3 separate regions of the Sus scrofa genome follow, and all the other regions are linked to region 3. A link is a contact called in public HiChIP or PLAC-seq and promoter capture Hi-C data. All regions are on one chromosome and are shown on one strand. Each heading gives the region's core, a stretch centred on a gene start, on an enhancer-like site or on the middle of the called end of the contact. The rest is flanking DNA. Distances are from core to core; before and after follow the strand shown.

What was found. Promoter capture Hi-C pulls out the DNA fragments that hold promoters and counts their contacts. HiChIP or PLAC-seq counts read pairs in DNA pulled down with a chosen protein or histone mark.
Region 1: a contact with region 3 is called in a promoter capture Hi-C map of liver, with 3 times the contacts expected there. The contact joins the promoter of SLC35C2 here to the promoter of NCOA5 in region 3. A contact is called at or near these places in 1 of 5 promoter capture datasets (liver), 1 of 47 Hi-C or Micro-C datasets (liver) and 1 of 2 datasets of contacts at active chromatin or transcription factors (alveolar macrophages).
Region 2: a contact with region 3 is called in an H3K27ac HiChIP or PLAC-seq map of alveolar macrophages. The contact joins the promoter of DNTTIP1 here to the promoter of NCOA5 in region 3. A contact is called at or near these places in 1 of 5 promoter capture datasets (fetal liver) and 1 of 2 datasets of contacts at active chromatin or transcription factors (alveolar macrophages).

What each region holds. Positions count from the first base shown.
Region 1 is chr17:48,523,355-48,527,426 of Sscrofa11.1, forward strand. SLC35C2 (solute carrier family 35, member C2) reads right to left here and starts at 1,758. Exons shown (of 10, transcript NM_001185159.1): 1 at 1,716-1,758. ELMO2 (engulfment and cell motility protein 2) reads right to left here. Exons shown (of 21, transcript XM_021078300.1): 21 at 3,345-4,072.
Region 2 is chr17:47,992,549-47,996,342 of Sscrofa11.1, forward strand. DNTTIP1 (deoxynucleotidyltransferase terminal-interacting protein 1) reads left to right here and starts at 2,110. Exons shown (of 13, transcript XM_001928813.6): 1 at 2,110-2,277; 2 at 2,834-2,904; 3 at 3,763-3,794. The coding sequence starts at 2,173. WFDC3 (WAP four-disulfide core domain protein 3) reads right to left here and starts at 2,196. Exons shown (of 3, transcript XM_013985426.2): 1 at 2,021-2,196. The coding sequence starts at 2,174.
Region 3 is chr17:48,262,251-48,265,803 of Sscrofa11.1, forward strand. It overlaps NCOA5 (nuclear receptor coactivator 5), which reads right to left and starts at 1,699. Exons shown (of 7, transcript XM_021078317.1): 1 at 1,546-1,699.

The DNA of each region.
Region 1 (4,072 bases), core at 508-3,007, 260 kb after region 3:
CTGTTCAGGACTGACTCCTGTTTCCCAGGACTCATCCACCCTCTGTCCAAATCTTCCCACTTCAGCCAGCAGCACCAACATCTGGTTGCTCCGGCCAGGATTTTTTTGGGGGTGTGTGTGTGGGGGGGATACATCCTTGGCATGTGGAAGTTCCTGGGCCAGGGATCAAAGATGAGCCACAGCAGTGACAACATGAGATCCTTAATTGCTAGGCCACCAGGGAACTCCCAGAAATCTTGTCCTCATCCTTGACTCCTCTCTTTTCCTTGGCCCACATTCAATCAGCAAATACTGCCTGCTCTATCTTAAAAAAAAAAAAAAAAAAAAAAAATCCCATACAGGGTCCCATCTCCTGACCGCCACCACTAGGCTCTGAATCACCATGGTCCCCCCCCCACCCCAAACACACACACACAACGCACTGGTCTCCTCTGTGGTTCTCTCTGCTGCCTGCACCTCCACATCAGACTCCTGCTCACACAGCTAGAGTGGAGCACATGGGCACCAAATCCACATCTAAGAGAACTCCAGGCCCGTGCACCTTCCTCTCTACAAACATTTCTCAGCTTTGGAATGACTGACACTTGGGGCCAGATCATCTTCTTTGGGGAGATGGCCTGTCCTGTGCATTGGAGGATGTTCCACTGCATCCCCAGGTCTCTCCACCCTTGATGCCTGGAGCATCCCTTCCGCCTCATCCCAAGTTGTGACAACCAACAATGTCTGCTAAATTTCACCTGGGGGACAAATCTGCTCCCTATTAAGTCTGACTGCTGACATCCCATGGGCAACCCCAGGGCATGCCGGCGCTAAGACTGCTGTCCCCTTCCAAGCTCCCAAGCTGGGGCAGTCTGCATCCTCCTGGGAATCGCCTTCTGGCGCCTTCTTGCTTTTGGTGCGGTTCCTGCTCCATCACTGCCATGCTGTCCCTCCACTGTTCAAATCCTACCCTTCCTTCCAGGAACCAGTCCAGGTCCCCTCACTGCAGGGAGTCCCCATGACGACGGGAGCCCCCAAGGAGCACCTTCTCAAAGTTAACAAGCCTTCTAATTGGTATCCCTACTTCCTCTTCGCCCTCTATGGTCTGGAGTTCACAGTTCAGCGGGAGGGATGGCTTCAGCACAGAAAACAGACCAGGCCCTCACTGGCCCAAGAGGAAGGCCTCCTACCCTCTGGCCTCTGCCCACATCTGCAACCTCATTCTTCCCTCCCCTCCTTTCTGCCACGCTGGCCCCTGGTCCAACACAAGCCTGTGTGCTTCCTTGCATGTGCTGTTCCCTCTGCCCAGTACACTCTTCCACCGACCTTTGCTTGGCTGAACCTCCAGGGGTGTGGGTAGGGGACCCTCCTAATCCTCGTGGCACCTCCCACTGCCTGACGTTTCCTCATTTGCCTACGTGATTACTGTTCATCTCCAACTCCCACCCCACGGCGGGATGCGGCCTCTCCAAGGGCAGGGCTGGCTCGGCGTGATGCCTGCCTGGGTCACGTCTCGGGTGCTCGGGAAATGCCGGGGGGTGGAGGGAGAGCGGAGCGCGCGCGGAGCCTCGGGCTCCTCCAAGACGGGGACACCGAGGCCCGGGAGGGGCAGGTCCCCGGTGGGCCCCAAGCTGTGGCACGCGTTGCCAGACTGGGACCCCGCTCCCAGTCCTGCCCGGGTCCCCCCTCCCACCGACCCCGGGAGCGCGCCGAAGGCCCGCCGCGCGCCCACTCACCTCGTAGCGGGCGCTTGGGATTCCTCCTCCCGGAAGTGCGAGGCCGAGCGCCGCCACCCGCCCGGGGAACTTCTGCCGGAAGCCGCCGAGGGCGGGGCGGGGCGGGGATGGGGGCGGGGCGGGGGCGGGGCCGAGGGCGCTCTGCGGAGACCCCGTGCAGCGCGCCCTCGCTCTGCTTCACGGGTTGCTCCCGGCGCCCCGCGCCGAGCAGGGTCTTGGGCTGTGGTTGTTTGTCTCCTGGGTTCCACCGGGGTCTCGGCCTGGAGCCCCGGTGCCTCCTGCAGACCCCTGCGCACCTCTGGCAGCCAGAAAACCGTCAGCTGCTTACAAATTAAGTATTTACTTTCTCCAAGCTAGTGCTGGGCAACCATGGAAACACTAAGCTCTCTCCTGGGCTTTTTCTTCTGGGAGCTCAAGCCAGCTGGGGAGTGATGTTAGGGGCTTTAAATATTAGGACTTAGAAGATCCATGAGAGGTAATAAATAATAAACATTAAACATTTTCTGAATGCCTGAACCTTTAAAGAATGATCTCAATTTCAGTGAGTCGGAGAGCATCCCAGACTGAGGAAATAAGGAGGCCAGAAGAAGACTGGAGCCTGGCTTGGAGCCCACTTGTTTATAAAAAAAACCATGGTTGGAAAAGTAACCAAGGGGCAGGTTGCAATGAGCCCAAAAATGCCAGTAGGGAGTTGGGATCCTCCTCATCTTGCAGGATGGATTAAAAGGCCGAGAGCATATGGAGAGAGGGAAACATTTGGAGGCTAGGGCAGGCTAGGGTTGCAGATTGAGGCCCAGTTTGGGACTTTTTGCCTCCTAGATCTGTAGCTCTAAGGCTGGCTGCAAACAGGAGTCCTTGCAATGGACTCAGCTGGGCTCCCTGGCCTCGCTGAACAGAAGGATGGAGGCCAGAGTGTCAAAGCAGTTCATTATGCAAGCCGCTGCTGCCCAGCCCCACCAGCTGGCATCACGCAGGCATTCGCTCATTCAGCACTTACCATCACCTACAATGGCACCCAGGCTCTGGGCTTTATTCAGCCCCCAAGGCTGCATGCACTTGCTGTGCCTTTTGAAAGTGCTGATTCTCAGCCTCTTCTCCCTCAGAGGCAGGATGCAGTATCTACATCACCGTCCTCATTCTAGCCTCCCAGCTACCAAGGCTGAGGTTTGGAGCTACGGCGTAAAACACCAGCTGGTAGGCTGGGCACCAAGCATCGGCAACACACAGGGTGAAGAACTTGCCTTTTCTGTAAGGCATGAGGACTGGAGCTGTTCCTGGCTGTGTCCCTGGCAGGAAGAAGAGGGAGGACATGTCCACGCGGGTGTAGAGTATGCCTTTTCCTGCTGTACCCGGCAGGCTTGAGCAGAAAGCACTTTGTCTTGGTGTGACAGTCTGTGGCATCATTAACCAGCAGGGGTGTGTGTGTGTACCCGCGTGCACGCAGGCATGAGCTTGGTGGGGGCAGAGTCCTTGAAGAGGAGGAAGGGACTCTTGGAAGGGACTCTTGACGGCTCCAGTTGGAGCTCGCTAACATCTCCCAGACACACTGCAATGAAGCCTTGTCAAGGTGAAAGCTCCCTTGGGCAGGGAGCAAGTACAGAGAAAGAGCTGTTAATAGGAACGAGTTTGTACATGAAAGAGTATTTATTGAAAACATGGTTACTGACAGGAAGCTCCCAGCCACTCAGGTTACAATCTTAGCCCACAACTGGAAGTGTTACCTTTTTGTTTTTTGGCCTCCCATTTTATTTTCCCTCCAACATTCCATCCTAGGATAGGTAGATCTTATATAAATATATATACACGTCTGTATAAGTATGGCCTATAGTAAAGAAAATATATAGTACCCTCTTCATTGGGCAGTACCCACCATGCCAGGCTACCAATACTGAATGCCCCTGTGTTTACACGTGGCCAAGGAGAGAGGCTGTGCGTGTGGTTTACAAGCGCTGCAGCACCAGGGAAGGCCCACTGGCACAGCTGTGGCCTTGCCTGGCCCCAGCCGGCTCCCTGAAATCAAAGCCAATGGGAGGAACCACAGCGCTGGGCCAGAGAGGAAGGACAGGCAAGCCTCCTGAGTCTGGAAGGCCAAAGGGAAGCAAACGGGAAGGCTGCCATTCAGGTTAGGGGGCGATTTCTCCCCGAAGAAGGAAAAGACAAAGGGGGGGACGTGGAATCTAGTGACCTCACCTCAGTCTGGGCCGAGGCCACATCTAGGCTTTCCCTGTAGAGTCCCTTGAGACTAAGAGGGTGGGACTTAGCCTGCTTGTCTCTGACTTGCCAGGATGAGCGACTGAGGCCTTGTAGGGAGAAATGTCCATCTGCCCACCCAACTGTGTGAGCAGGAGGATCCGGTG
Region 2 (3,794 bases), core at 860-3,359, 270 kb before region 3:
ACCAAAGCTAATAAAATGCATCATGGCTCCTGTCCAAACTAGCAACCTAGAAAACAGAGAATGGAATGGACTACTTAGAAACCATCCATTTATCAAAGTCCCAAAGTGGAAATGTCTGATTAAACAAATTTTTGTAATCTTAAAAAAAAAAGAAAAAAGAAACTATCCAAAAACTACAGAAAAGCAGTATTTGAGTTTGTTCCAAACTAATACAAAGGCACTGAAAACCTACATCTTGGTCCCTCTAACTCACACAAGCCATTCATGGACTGTATGACCAAGAGAACAGCTGCTATGACTCAAATAGTAGTCTCGACCATTTATACTCCCTTTCCTTATCTATCCTGCTTATGACTTTGGTCAGCCATGATACCTAACAATGTCCACTGGCATTGCTTAGCCCCATAAAGTTAAAGAGCAGGGAACATTCAAGGCTCAAGGCAAAAACCTCAACAGGGCCAAAGAGTTTGGTGCCAGGAAGTTGCCTTATTGTTTTAAGATCGATACTGGAGGAGTTCCCATCGTGGCTCAGTGGAAATGAATCTGACTAGCATCCATGAGGATGCAGGTTTGATCCCTGGCATCGCTCAGTGGCTTAAGGATCTGGCGTTGCTGTGAACTGTGGTGTAGGTCACAAACAAGGCTCAGATCTGGCATTGCTGTGGCTGTGGTGTAGGCCAGCGGCAACAGCTCCAATTCGACCCCTAACTTGAGAACCTCCAAATGTCATGGGTTCGGCCCTAAAAAGCAAAAAAAAAAAAAAAAAAAGGCTGATACTGGAGCAAGGAGATGATTGATATTTGTTGATGATCCAATATGTGCTTTATATACCTTATTTATTTCTCACAATTTTTTTTTTTTTGGCCACACCCATGGCATGGGGGAAGTTCCTGGGCTAGGAATGGAACCTGCACCACAGCGGTAACCAGAACTGCGGCAATGGCAATGCCAGATCCTTAACCCACTGAACCACCATGGAACTCCTCCTCACAATCATCTTATAAACGTAAGAAAACTAGTTTAGAGGCAAAATTGCCCAAGGTCATTAAGTTAAGTGGCGGTTGCTAGAATTTGATAGTAGTAATGACAGCATTGTTTGAGGGTTTACTAGTGTCACAGTTCCAAATACTTTACATGAATTAATACACTTCATCCTCACTGCAACCCTATGAGTGACCTACCAATGGGGAAACTGAGGCCCAGAAGTAGATGTGGGTCACAGCTAATAAGTGGTAGGACAAAGGAAACAGTCCAATTCCATAGTCAGTGTTCTTAATCATATTATAGTGGATTTAAATTCAGATCTTTCTAATTGCAGAACTTACACTTTCAGAGTTCCCTGGTGGCTCAGTGGGTTAAGGACCAGGCATTGTCACTGCTGTGGCAAGGGCCCAAGAACTCCTGCCTGCCACCGGCATGGGCCAAGACAACAAAATAAAAGCAAAAACAAAAAAACAAAAAAATTCATACACTTCCTACTACCCCACATTATGACCTGATAAAAGTAACTCATTCATAAGTAGATCCAATTCTATTCAGGGACTTCTTACGTCTAATGCAGAGCTAAGGCTCTGGGGAACTCCACAGCTGTTAAACCCCTGCATGCCCAGCTCATCCTAGAATCACCCGTCTGGGGAGAGGAGCCCAGAATCTTCCTTCAGATGCCCTCAGACGCCAAGAGGCAACCCCTGGGAGAGAATGGTGGGTGTTGAGGTGAGAGCCAGACCCCCTCCCTCTTGTTGGGTTTCGGGGTCCTCGCATTAGGCCCATTCAATTCCAGCTGTGTCCCGGGCATATTAAAATCTAGTTTTCGAAGACAACTGCTGGTGCAACGATACCAAACGTTCCCCTCCGCTCCTTAACCCCAGCCGGTGGAAACCTTCTCCCCTCCTCCTGCCTCGCACTTCTCCAAGGGCCTTGGACCGGCCACAGAACGATCCTTGACTGAAGTGCACATCCGAGGCGCGGCCGCTCCCTGGAGGAAGCCCAGCCACCCAAACTGCCCCTGAGCGTCGGGTACCTGAGGAGACGCAGCGGTTCGGTTCCCCTGGTAACCCCGCCGCTCGCCGCGTCCCGCTTCCGGGGCGGTGGGCGGCGCGCTCCAATGACGTCACGGGGCCACTTTCCGGCCGGTGGCAGAGTTGGGCTGGAGTTGTGGGGGCCGGGGGCGCCATGGGGGCCACTGGCGACGCCGAGCAGCCGCGGGGACCCGGCGGGGCAGAGCGGGGCGGCCCCGAGCTGGGAGACGCGGGCGCAGCGGGGCAGCTGGTTCTCACGGTGAGGGCGCCATCGGGGAGGCCCCGGCGGGGCCTGGGCTCGGGCCGGGCAGGGCCTCGGGCTCCCGGGACCCTTGCCCGCGGGCGAGAGAACGCGGCGGCTGGGGCTGCTGAGGGAGTTGGCCCTGTCGCTGTCCGACGACCGGGCTTCATTCAAATTCTGGTGCTGCCCTCCTAGCTAGGTGACGTGGGCCGGCCCTGTCAAGCCCCTGAGCTGCAGTTTCCTCTTCTCGAAAGGAAAGGTGCCTTGTAAAGTTGTGGGGAGGGACATAAATGAGGATAAAGCGCCTCGCATATCATCAGGCACAGAGTGGGCTCTCGGTAAACACTAGTTCCCTTACTCCAGACGTTCCTGGAAAAGTGCGGTTGGGACTTTTCCTCGGTTCCTCTTCCCTAGCCGGGCTTTCCAACCACTGCCCTTCCCCCTCCCCCAAGGTGGGAGCCGCGATGAAAGCGCCTGAGAAGCGGGGATGTCTAGGTTTAACTTAACACCCACCCTCCACCTCCACCCCAGTGTCACCGACCTCGGTGACCTCTGCTCCCTTGGTCCCCCACAGAACCCTTGGAACATAATGATAAAGCACCGGCAGGTGCAGCGAAGGGGCCGCCGCTCACAGATGACAACAAGGTAAGGCTGACCCTGGGTGGGACTTCCCTTCCAGGCTGTGGCTTGGAAGGCCGCTTTTGGTTCCCCACTGGACCAAGCTGAGAAGAGATCATTGACCAGTAGAAAGAGGAGATTCAGGTTCTGTAACTATATGTGTGACCTTAAACAAGTCACTTCCTCCTCTGAACTTGTGCACAGGAGGGAGGCAGGTTGATTAAGCAATGCCCAGGATCCCTCACATTCACTGGTTCTGTGTTTGAAGGCTCCAGGAGGCAGAATAGCATGGAAGTTAGGAAAAATGTGGGGCTAATAGTTTCCATCTCAGAGTAGGGGAGAGAGCACAGGATGAGTCTTTGGGATGCTGGCTATATATATATATATATATATTTCTTCACCTGTTCACTAAAACAAAGCGTATAGACTTTTTCTGTATTTTTTTTTTAAGGGCCGCACCTGTAGCATATGGAAGTTCCCATGCTACGCCACAGCCACAGCAACACCAGATCCAAGCCACGTCTGCAACCTACACCACAGCTCGTGGCAACGCCAGATCCTTAACCCCACTGAGCGAGGCCAGGGATCTAACCCGCATCCTCATGGACACCAGTTGAGTTCATTACCGCTGAGCCACAATAGGAACTTCTCTGTGTTCGTATTATACTCTATAGAACACTTTTAAATGCCTACTTCATAGTGTTTTGAGAATGAAATAAAGTTCTGCATCTCTGTGGTTTGCCCAGAACCTGGGCACATAGCTAGTTTTCAGTAAAATTATCTCTTACTGTTGTTAAAGGATCTTGTGCAACTAATTGGCTGGGTAGACTAGCAAAGGATGTGTTTGGGACATGCCTCCTGACTGTGTCTCCCTCCTGAATGCAGCTTCACAGATCCTGCCATCTCCATGGATCTCC
Region 3 (3,553 bases), core at 449-2,948:
TTCTATGTTTTAGGTTAAAAGATTGTGTCAGAGGTTTCAAAGACTATCTGGAAGGTGACAGATGAACTAAAAGAAAGGCAAAGAAACCAGAACGATGGAACAGATGTCAACATATAACCAAGTGATCTCCAGCACTCCAACGCAAAGCTTGGGCTTTACTGTTTCAGAAAAGTCAACGTGAAAGTTAGTTTTCACACCCAGACTGACTCATACAGAAAACATTAAATCGAGAGTTGTCAAAAACCCAAACTGCTCCATCGGCGTTTGCAGACACATCTTTTTAAACTGTCAGGTAACTATGACACCACAAGGCTGCAAGAACAGAGGAAGCACATCAGGGTGCCCTTGAGCGCACAGTTCCTGCAGTTCTCTGGGACTATCCCGCCTTAAGTCAATAATGAGGAGAGTTTACAACGACAAGGCTTAGAATATTAATTACTACCCCCCCAGATCCTGAGACATTTCATGAAATCTGCTATGCCTCAGGGAGAAATTCTGTGCACAAAGCTAGACAGAAGGATCATAATTAACCCCATACTCCTAGAGCAGCGTTTCCCAAAGCGTGGAACGCAGAATAATTTCAGGAGGAACAAGGACGCACCGTTTATTTTTAACAGATAAGTATTTATTTTTCAATGACCATTGTACGGTTGGTGATTTACGTTTCCACCTTAAACACACATTAAAACGGAGGGGGAAAAAGAAGTCAGCTTAAAGAAAAAAAGTAACATTTGGTAAATAAATAGCAGTACACATGAATACACGGACATAAAAGTGCAACGCGAGAGACTGAAATCGGGGTAACGTCGTCCTTAAAAAAAAAAAAAAAAAAAAAAAAAAAAAGCCCCCGGCGGGTTGCCTGGGTGCGGAAAGTGCTCGGGGTCCGGAGACGGAGGGTCAGCAAGCTGGGACGCTGGCTCGGTCGCTAGTTGCCAGGGTAACCTCGGGCCCGATTTCTTTCCCCGTTTTCTGGGCGCAGGTCCGTATTATAAAATGGGTGGGTGGGGTCACATAACAACGAGACGTCTCGAGGATGCTGTCAGGGGGCCGCGAGGCGGCGACGATGGGGGACGGAGCACTCGGTTCGCCGCCCCGCGCCGCGCGCCCCGGAGAACGCCCGGTGAGGCCGGCGCCTCGGCCCTGGTTCGAATCCCGACTGCGCCACCGACTCGCCGACGACCCGCAGGCGAACGACTTCGCATTTCGAGAAGGTGGCGCGGAGTGTGCAGCCCTAGCCTACAGAAGAGCCTGGACGACTATTACCGGCGGGTCGCGCACAAACTGGCGGCAGCGGTGCGGCGCCACGGCCCAGAGTCCACCACCGGCCGCCCTGGCAGGCCGGGCCTGCGCCGGACCGGAGCCAAAGGAGGCCGCGCCCCGTACAGGGCATGCGCAGCCCCGCGCGCACCCGGAGAGGAGCCGAGACCGTGGCCGCGCGTCGAGCGGGCCCTCCCGCCTCAGCGTCCCCATCCGGCCCCGACCCCCTCAACCGCCTGCCCGTCAGCCCCACGCCTCGGCGGACGGCTACTGCTTCCCCGCACTCACCGCTACCAGCGCGGCGGGCTCCCGGCCGCTCCTTCGCCTCAGGCCCGCCGCTGCCGCCTCCGCTTCAGCCCACCTGCCCGCCGTAGGACAAAGGCGCCACCAACCGACCGGCGCGGGCACGAGGCAATGGCGGCCGGGGCGGAGAGTGGGGGCAGAGGGCGCGCACGCAGCGGCAGGCGCGGCAATGTCGCAAGAGCGCTCAGGTTTGCGGCAAGGCTGGAGCATCGATCTCCTTAGCAATGAGGGCGGGGAAGTGGGTTGGGCGGCAGTTGGAGAAGCGTGGGGTTGCTTAGTAACGGCGTCCCCGGCTGAAGCTGGGTCCCAGGCCCGGTTCCCTATATCCTAAAAGGGCTTCGCCTTTCTTTTTATATTCAGGGTGCCGCCTTTCCTAACTGTAGAAACAGATCCTTTGAATCCTAGAATACTTTGGAGTCGCCTCACATAAACCTCAATACCTACAGATGTTTGTATTGGGGACTAGTTTATACATTCCTATAACTTCTGGATCACAAGGAGCAGAAAGGTAGAGAAAATGTTTTAAGTTAACGTTTAAGTAGGCTGTGTTTCCTGTTAGTTTCACTGACAAGAGGCAAAAAGCTTCTGGTGATATTCTTGACTTCCTTCTGGAATATTCATTCAATGTCAAAATAAATTTACCAGAATGTAGTTGTTGACTGTGAAGCACATAAAATGTTGTATTGTTTATTTAATCTGTAGAATATATGTGTCACAGGGAATGGAGTTTGCTCACCCAATTGTAAATACACTCTATTAATCACAGTGATGGCTATATGAATCAGGTAGGCTTATTTTTATTAGTTAGGAAATGTCCCAGACCCCATGGGGTCTCATTTTTCTCCTTGTGAGGAGTGCATGCAAAATAAAAATGGTGGCTGTGGAATATGAACACTATGGGAAATAAGATTTCTTTGACACTAACTCATATGCTCTTTCCTTCACTGATTTTCAATCTGAATGTTTATTATACACCTCCTAGGTGGCTCTAGGATTTATTATACACCTATTTGCTAGGCAATAGCATGAGCAAATGCAGACCCATCCCTGCTATCTTGGAGATTACTGTCTAGCAGAAAGATAGAGTTAGGCGGATAATCACACTTGAGTACAAACAAAAATAGCTGAAGGAGAGAAATTGAGAGGCACTCTATTGTCTACTTTTTCTCCTTGTGAATAGTGCAGGATGTGTCTGATCCTATCAGCAGATATGCTTGACCTTTGGATCCTCATAATTCATCACGGCACCTGGGAAAATGGAAGCTGTCTGGTTTCCCACCTCTGCTGAGAGGTTCTGAAGGCAGAGAGGGATTCCTACTCCCAGAGATTTTCCCTTTACTTTATCCCAGTTGTTAGCTCGCTCTAGGTGAGAAGTCTCATGATTTTGTGGATTCACTTGCTTTCCTGATATCCTTTTGTGGGTCAGGTTAAAAAACCACACTTGAGGAGTTCCTGTCCTGGCTCAGTGGGTAACGAATCCAACTAGGAACCATGAGTTTGCAGGTTTAATCCCTGGCCTCACTCAGTGGATTAAGGATCTGGTGTTGCCATGAACTGTGGTGTAGGTCGCAGACATGGCTCGGATCCCATGTTGCTGTGGCTGTGGCGAAGGCCAGTGGCTATGGCTCCGATTCCACCCCTAGCCTGGGAACCTCCATATGCTGCGAGTGTGGCCCTAGAAAAGACAAAAACAAAAAACAAACAAACAAAAAACCACACTTGATGTATGAAATAGATAAACAACAAAGACCTACTGTATAGCACAGGGAACTATATTCAATATTTTTTAGTAACCTATATGAGAAAAGAATCTGAAAAAAATATATACATACATGCATGTGTGTGTATATAACTGAATCACTTTCCACTACCCCTGAATCCAACACAACATTGTAGGAGTTCCCGTTGTGCCACAGTGGAAACAAATCTGACTAGTAACCATGAGGTTGTGAATTTGATCCCTGGCCTCTCTCAGTGGGTTAAGGATCTGGCC